Linked DNA regions of Drosophila melanogaster: region 2 is linked to region 1. The links are chromatin contacts, called in public Hi-C maps. All regions are on one chromosome and are shown on one strand. Each heading gives the region's core, a stretch centred on a gene start, on an enhancer-like site or on the middle of the called end of the contact. The rest is flanking DNA. Distances are from core to core; before and after follow the strand shown. Region 1 holds the start of GlcAT-I (Glucuronyltransferase I). Region 2 holds the start of Fas2 (Fasciclin 2).

Region 1 (3,963 bases), core at 394-2,893:
GCAACATTTTTTTTTTAAATAGGTTTCGATAACACTACCAATTTTATTTGCGTCAATTGGGAGGCACACAGGGGAAGCTTATGTATATCTAATGTAACTAATCTCCAACAATTTGCAAAACCTATAGGCCTATATATAATACAATGGGGCAACTTAAAGCGTTCTTATAGCTTAGGTACAACAAAGACAGAGAATTAGTTCATTTGGGTTTACCTTTCGAGGTAAAATAAATAACCTTCGTGCAGATAGACTAGGTACTATCTTACGAAGATATTATACAACTTTTCTTTGAGCATTATACAACTAGTAGTGTTTTCATATTTAAAATTTGCGCAAGTACGCGGTGTAGTTAGAAAAAATCTCATTTGATTTCAATCCGAAAATGTCTGGTTAAAAAAAAAAAAGAGTGACTTAGTCTGAACTTAAATCATCAAAATGTTTGCCTACACCATGTTTTTATAAAATATATAGAAAATATGAAGTAAAAAGTATTAAATAAATTGGGGCTAAACTATGAGGAGACGGAACACATTAAGTAAATTCACTAGGATGATAGTTTGCTATATATACAATTAGGTCCCGGGTTAGACCTCCATGCCGCCATCGGATCGCTGGCCCTTCTTCAGGAGCGCCTCCTCGGCGGCTAGCTTGGTCTTCTCAGTGCGCGTGTGCCAGACGAGCACATCCGTGCACCTATTGGCCAGTGGCTGCAGCTGATCCCTGGTGGTCAGATGCCTCAGGATCTCGCTCTCCTGATAGCCTCTTTGCACCTCGTACGAGAACGTGGCCTGCGGATTCCTGATGAAGAGATCCATGCTGATGGCGAAGGCGGCCATGTCGATGGGGAATGGTCTTTCCGGTCGCCAAGCGGCATTGAATCCGGTCACCTTAGTGCCATCCTCCGTAAGCAGGGGTCGCTCCACCATCAGACCGCCGACCAAACCCACCGGCCAGACGCCCACGCGACCCCTTTCGATTTTGCTCATCTCGGCGAACAGTTCCGTGGAGTAGGAGTTGTCGTCGTCCATGAAGAACACTATAGAGTGCCGATCGACGTCGACATGGTTCCTCAACCAGGCCAAAGCCAGATTTCTTTGCTCCACGCCGCGTGGCTTAATCCAGTTGGGGTCCTTGCCCTTCAGCTTGAACTCAGATGGCGTCTTGATGTTCAGCAACGTGGAACGCTTCTCCAATCCGGCTCTATCCAAAAGGTTTCTGACCAGCGGAGTGGTGGCGTTCGTGTCCTCCACAATGATCCAGTGCAGGTGCGGCAGCAGCATAAAGAGGTGAGATAGTCTGTTGGAATACGGGGCGTTACTTAAAGGTATTGGTATGTATGCGGTTTATGATTTACTCTACCTGGTTAGCTCGGCTTTCTGGGCGGGCCGTGGATACGTTGGCGTTACGGCGTAAATCGTGGGTAACGTGTCGCCTTGGACGAACATGGCCTGGAGGTATTCTGGACCCTGGCATGTGCGCTTCCCGTTTCGGTGCACCATCATCAGCACCACGAGGAAGACAATGATCAGGATGAGGACCTGGCGCGGGCGAATGCGGACCTCCGACATCCTGCGGCAGTTGGTAAAAACCGAATTTTGTTAAAACAAACAAATCGGCGAGCTGTGTGCCTAAATAACGACATGCTAGCGGAACGAACGGTCGCACCATCAAGTTCCGGGCAACTATCGATATTCTTCGTCTCCAGTGTGGTTACACTTAAGGTTTATTATAGGAAATGTATTTTACTATACTTTAAGAATAAAAACAAAAAAGACAACTTATACCGTGTTTTATTTATCTGTTTAAATTTAAATTCTGCAAAATCAACCCCTGACATTCAGTGTCCGAAATTCAGAATTTCACAATTTGACGAACAAGATCATATTGTTCCCAGCAGACACCTACTTCCAATTATGATCGCCTGGTGCGAATTAATTGGAAATCTGCCCAAAACCGCGAAAATCAGTCCTAATTTTGTAGTGCAAATCGGCGAAAAACCTATCCCACGTACCAGGCAAACAGAAATGCTAGGAAGTGACCAACGCCAAAGTGACCAAATTTTGTTTCCAGTAGACACCTTTCTGCTAATTATGATCGCCTGGTGCAAAGAAATTGGAAATCTGCCCAAAACCGCGAAAGTCAGTCCTAATTTTGTAGTGCAAATCGGCGAAAAACCTATCCCACGTACCAGGCAAACAGAATTGCCAGGAAGTGACCAACGCTCATTTTGTTTCCAGTAGACACCTTCCTGCTAATTATGATCGCCTGGTGCAAAGAAATTGGAAATCTGCCCAAAACCGCGAAAGTCAGTCCTAATTTTGTAGTGCAAATCGGCGAAAAACCTATCCCACGTACCAGGCAAACAGAATTGCCAGGAAGTGACCAACGCTCATTTTGTTTCCAGTAGACACCTTTCTGCTAATTATGATCGCCTGGTGCAAAGAAATTGGAAATCTGCCCAAAACCGCGAAAGTCAGTCCTAATTTTGTAGTGCAAATCGGCGAAAAACCTATCCCACGTACCAGGCAAACAGAATTGCCAGGAAGTGACCAACGCTCATTTTGTTTCCAGTAGACACCTTTCTGCTAATTATGATCGCCTGGTGCAAAGAAATTGGAAATCTGCCCAAAACCGCGAAAGTCAGGCCTCATTTTGTTAGGCAAATCGGGGAAAATACGATCCCATGTACCAGGCAAACAGAAATGCCAGGAAGTGACCAACGCTCAATTTGTTTCCAGCAGACACCTTCCTGCTAATTATGATCGCCTGGTGCGAAGAAATTGGATATCTGCCCAAAACCACGAGAAATTAAATAAAAACTCACTATTTTGGTTTTTAATATTTTATTCACTTATATTGTATAAATAATATCCTATGTCTTAATAATAATAGAAAACTAATAATAATAATAGCTTAATTTCTAACACGCCGGTCGCATTTCCGCTCGATGATGTCCTCCAGTTGCCTTCTGCCGGTGCCCAAGGGATAGATCTGATGCAGGAAATCTGGTACCTTAGTTTACACCATCAGCTCCATTCATCAATACTTAAACCTGCAATATCCTATGTGTACCCAACCCTCGAAATTCATTGTAAATCGAATGCAGCTGTTTTCTTTTTTTTTTTTTGTTAAATTTTATTTCGATTCTCCACAGAAATACACTTCTCTCCAGTATATGATAATTTAAACAAATTATAAATTAAATTTCGGTTTCCCATTCAGTTGCTGCTTCTGCTTCGATTGGTTAATCGATTTTCGGACCATTACGATTAAATTCTAAAGCCTTTCGCTTGTTTCGCATGTACAAATATTGGTATGTATAAGTTATATATAGGGATGGGTTGGAATTTTGGGGGATCGGGAATTGGGGGTTACTTAGTAGGTTCATCAGTAGTAAATAGACTTAGTCGTAGACTTTGTTACATGTATGTATATCTATGATTATAGTTCCCACTGTGCTCTCTGCTGCTTCAATTCTCGCCACTCCACTCCGTTCCCAATTATTGTTATTTTGTATTTCAAACTCAACAAGTGCACGCAAGACGGAAATAATGCAGACTGAACTGTACGCAACTCGAGCGATTACTCCGATATCTAATATCCGATAAATTGAACAATACGCTAGCTACGTAAAAACAAAAGGCCAAACTAAAACAAACGATCCTAGTTTTGGTCTGTCGGCCGATGTCTCGACCTTCAAACTCCAAGCTCGAGCCACCCTCGTCCTACGAAAAAGGCGGTTTACTATAAGCGGGGAAAATGAATGTCCGATTATCTTGACTGATCCTTCTTCGTATGCCTCTGTGATTTTCTTTGTCTCGAGTCGCAATTTACTATTTATATACACATACACACAACTACAATATATATATTACATAAATACACACATAAGAAACTTTTTTTTTTGTGTTTTTTCCGTTTGTTTATAAGTAATTAATAATATTTCAGTATTATGTTTAATTA
Region 2 (3,963 bases), core at 905-3,404, 75 kb before region 1:
TCGGTGCGGACAAAACCTGTCAGAAATGGTGCGGATTGCGCGGGGAGCTCTTCGTATCTAATTGCTTATAGAGTTATTAAACATTTTCTAATGATCTCGGGCTGCGGTTACCGTCATTTGAGAACCTATTCTCGATGCACCACCAAAAAATGCAGGTGTTCAACAAAAAAAAAAAAAAAAAAAAAAAACGAACTCAATCCGGGCTACAAATTGGAACAGAATTGCCGAGATAGCTGGAGATTGATTCGAGGACCACCCATCCGAAAACTAAATCGACGTCTTCATTTGTCTGGCTGGCTGGCTTCAAATCAGGTAGCAGATAGTCGGATTTCGGGGTCACAGGTCAGGCGAAACCATTTCAAGTAGGCTTGAACAACATATAAACTATCGCCATTGTTCACTGGTTCCCATAATTGTTAAATAATTGCAGTTCTCGGCGGGAAATGGGCATATTTCCTTTGTTTTTACATCAGATTACTGGTGCCAAGACCAAAGATTCTTAAAATAATTACTTATTTATTTATATTTATGTTCTAATTTCTTTATATTACATTCTTGCTTTTTAAATCGCCAATACATTTAAATGCAATCGTGTTAAATCCTATTTGTTGATAGCCAAAATGTTCACATCGTTGGCACATCATGGGTCAAAGGTCGAACGCATTAGCAAATTAAGCGTGAAGAACGATTGTCACCATAGTTCCCACAGCCAGCCGATCAATTCAATATTCATCTGTGAAAAGTTCGGAAAATTCGGCCGGCTGTGAAATAAAATTAACGCACTCCAAATCGGGCGAATCGGGCGTATCGGGTTTTTGTTTTGTGTGTGGGAGATAGAGGAAGATTCCGAGCAATAAATAAAGCGCAGCGAAAGTGCGACATCAACGACAAAATAACAATCCTATAAATCACTTATTGGTGATTCTGGCGGGGGAGGGGTGTCGCTGGTATATAGATATATGTAGGTACATATATCCCCTCTGTATACGGTGATAAATTGCTCCGTCACACAAACGACAAACGAAACAAAACAACAATGATAACTGCAGAATACATCGCATTGGCATCTATACGCAATTTCATTTAGTAAATTGCACACAGCGCATTCAAACGTAACTGCGATTTTTTTTTTTGTTTCCACTTAACCGGGGAAAATCACCCCCCTCGTCACGATTTTTCCGCAGGCTGGTTTAATTGACAGCGCGGCAATTGAAAATAAAAGAAGTTTTTGTTTGGAATCGAATCTCGATGTTGCGCGGGCAACAAGTGGCCGTCTCCGAAATATCCGAAATGTTGCCAGCCGGAAAATTCGTCTTGCATACCCGCCCGATTTTCCCCCCAGCATTCGTCGGTTACTTCGACAGCAAGATCGTAAAATGCTGTGCCGAAAAATAAGACGTTAAACTTTGGTTTTCCTCATTTCGAAATGTTGCAAGAGGTTTCGGCAACATGCTGCTAACTTCGAAGGATGTTTAGATAGTGTTCCCGAATATTCTTACAAAACTTATCGAAGTGTGAGATTTTCATCTTGCATATCAATCGGAAAAACCTTAGCTAGACATCATCTCCTCGCGATAGCACACTTTGCGTAATATATGTACATACGTGTAGCTCTTTTAAATGTGCCCCCGAATAAAGTAGTTACATTTTTAATGCTTCGTTCTGAAAGTTTGTTGACAAAGCTCCACAAAGATTGGGCAACAAAAACGTGTCAAAAAACCTGACACCAGTCGCTCGTAAAAGTGACGAAATGGGGCTTAAGTGCCACCGCCCAGTTTCTCCGCCCATTGTCGTTTGACCTTGCTGACACTCGAGAAGAAAAGAGCTGAATTCTTCGCCGCCTAACGGTAGACACTCTCCATCTCTTTTAGTCTCCACTGAAAACATATTTGGCCAATAACTGATATTAATATTCCTGTGCACTTATTACGTTATTTATGTAAATTAATTTCATTTTAAAAGAGCTCAGATTTTCGGTTTTATAAATTGCTATTATCTATGCACTTTACTTCTTAAACTTCTACCATCTCCCTTGCTTGATTACTTTCGGTTGGCAACATGCTGCGTCGCATCGGCTGGCAACATTTGGGGTTGCCAGATCTTGTGGCGCGGCAATAGCTGTGGTATTTTGCGGCGGCAGCGCTAGCGGTGCTTTCAGTTACGTTTCGACGGCCAACGCGTCGAGTGCTCTGCTTGCTGAGAGAAAGAAAAACACAAATAGAGACAACAGAAGTGGTTCTTCTTCTTCATACTCGCATTCTCTCGCGCTCTCTTCACCGTATGTGTTAACGGTCGTGGCGCGTCGTGTGCGTGTGTGTTAGTGTGCCAGTTAAACAATGAGAAATTGGTAATAATAAATAATAATAATAACTGCTCATAACAGCCATTATTTGGCCGTGCATGAGAAGAACTCAAAAAACATGTCGAGACAGCTCCACAAAAACCAAAAATAAACTGGCGGCATTCTTGTACATATTTTTTTTTTCAAAACTTTTTTTTTAGCGTGTGACAAAAAATACACAAATGTATCTCTCTCGCTCTGCTGAGTCTATGCTGTTTTGTTGTTTTAGCCCAAGATTCCAATGAGTCACGTGCAAAAGTTATTTCAATGAAAACCTCCATGAAAACCCTTTGAAAACTCACCCAATAATCGAGTTGGAAAAGTGCATACAACAAATATGAAAAAAAAGAGCAACATCACCTGAAAAGCAAGAAAAATAAAACGGAAAACAGGTTTTTGGGCCCGCTTCGCTGCCAACTTTATTGTTGTTACTACCAACAGTGTGCACTGGAAATTGACTCACGCTTGCAGCTGGCAAATAGGAAATATGAAACATACAAAAAAGAAACACGTTAAGAATTAGGAAAAGCCGGGCAAATTGATTCCACAACTAATCTGGAATGTTAACCACAGAACAAAAAAAAAAAAAAATAGAAAAGAATAGATTCTCAAATTTCACGACCAATTTCAGTCGGTTTCGTTTTTCCTTTGTCTGTCAAAATTGCCTTTATGTCGCATATCAAAAAGTTTATTTCGTTTGCTGCGGCTTTCTGCAAAAGTTTTAATGTGATTAAAAATATTTGTTTAAACTGTTAACAAGTCGGAATAAACTCAAAGTTGGTAAATTAACTTCATCGACTTCATAGAGTGCTTATTTGAAAACTTTTGCCGCTTTACTTTTGGCAGTTTTTCGAACAAGATGTTAGTTTCGCATTAATAAATTAGTTTATTGCGTTTTATCAAACCTAACCGAGCCATATTTTAATTAAGACTACAAAATCCTATTGAGTTCGTCCAATTCTAGGCAATCAAAACGGCAGATGTAATTACAATTTGTCGGTCGCGCCGAAAGTCAAAATCAAATCATTTGACAGCATTAATAATTCACGAATATCAAGTGGAAAACTTCTAAACTTTGTGCAACTTGAACAGATTCACAAAAACTCTACCGTTGCCAGAACTTCCCCTCTGGCCAAGTCTCTCATTATAATTAGCGTTTTCGAAACTTTATGAATATTTAAAACTGCTTCGCGGGTATTTTGTAACAATGTCTCAATTTGCCAAAAGCAAGAATGAAGCGAGATGAAAGCGAAATATTCTCAAGAATATTTCGCGTGCCGCAGACACACATACGCGCGGTTCCTATGAAAAAAAAAGTCAAGGCCTGCCCTAAATATCGATTATCCAGTAACTGTAATAACCGTAAGCCAAATGAGGGGGTGCGGTGGGAAAGTTCCGCTGTGCAAAGTGGGCGGGATTAGTGGCAAGACGAGCTCGCGAGGAAGTAACTACAGTTTTCCCTCGCCTGCATGCAAATATTTTTTGTTGCTAGGACTGTTATGAGTTTTCAAAAAAAAAAAAAAAAGAGCACTGCTTGCAAGGCGTCACTGTAAATGAAAATTAACTTTTATTGATCACTTATTCTACCTTTATTATTAGTCATTGCATTGAAGTCACGTTCA

The links. Hi-C and Micro-C count contacts between places; a contact is called where the count stands out from the background.
Region 2: a Hi-C map of the Kc167 cell line shows a contact between it and region 1, with 2.5 times the contacts expected there. The contact joins the promoter of Fas2 here to the promoter of GlcAT-I in region 1. A contact is called at or near these places in 26 of 107 Hi-C or Micro-C datasets (the D17-c3 cell line, the Kc167 cell line, the OSC cell line and 14 more) and 1 of 6 datasets of contacts at active chromatin or transcription factors (the Kc167 cell line).

Annotation. Positions count from the first base shown.
Region 1 is chrX:4,128,891-4,132,853 of dm6, reverse strand. GlcAT-I (Glucuronyltransferase I) reads right to left here and starts at 1,643. Exons shown (of 2, transcript NM_167003.3): 1 at 1,360-1,643; 2 at 21-1,296. The coding sequence starts at 1,568. The coding sequence ends at 585. tyf (twenty-four) reads right to left here. Exons shown (of 8, transcript NM_001297924.2): 8 at 2,838-3,963.
Region 2 is chrX:4,204,284-4,208,246 of dm6, reverse strand. It overlaps Fas2 (Fasciclin 2), which reads left to right and starts at 2,154. Exons shown (of 10, transcript NM_001272308.2): 1 at 2,154-2,347.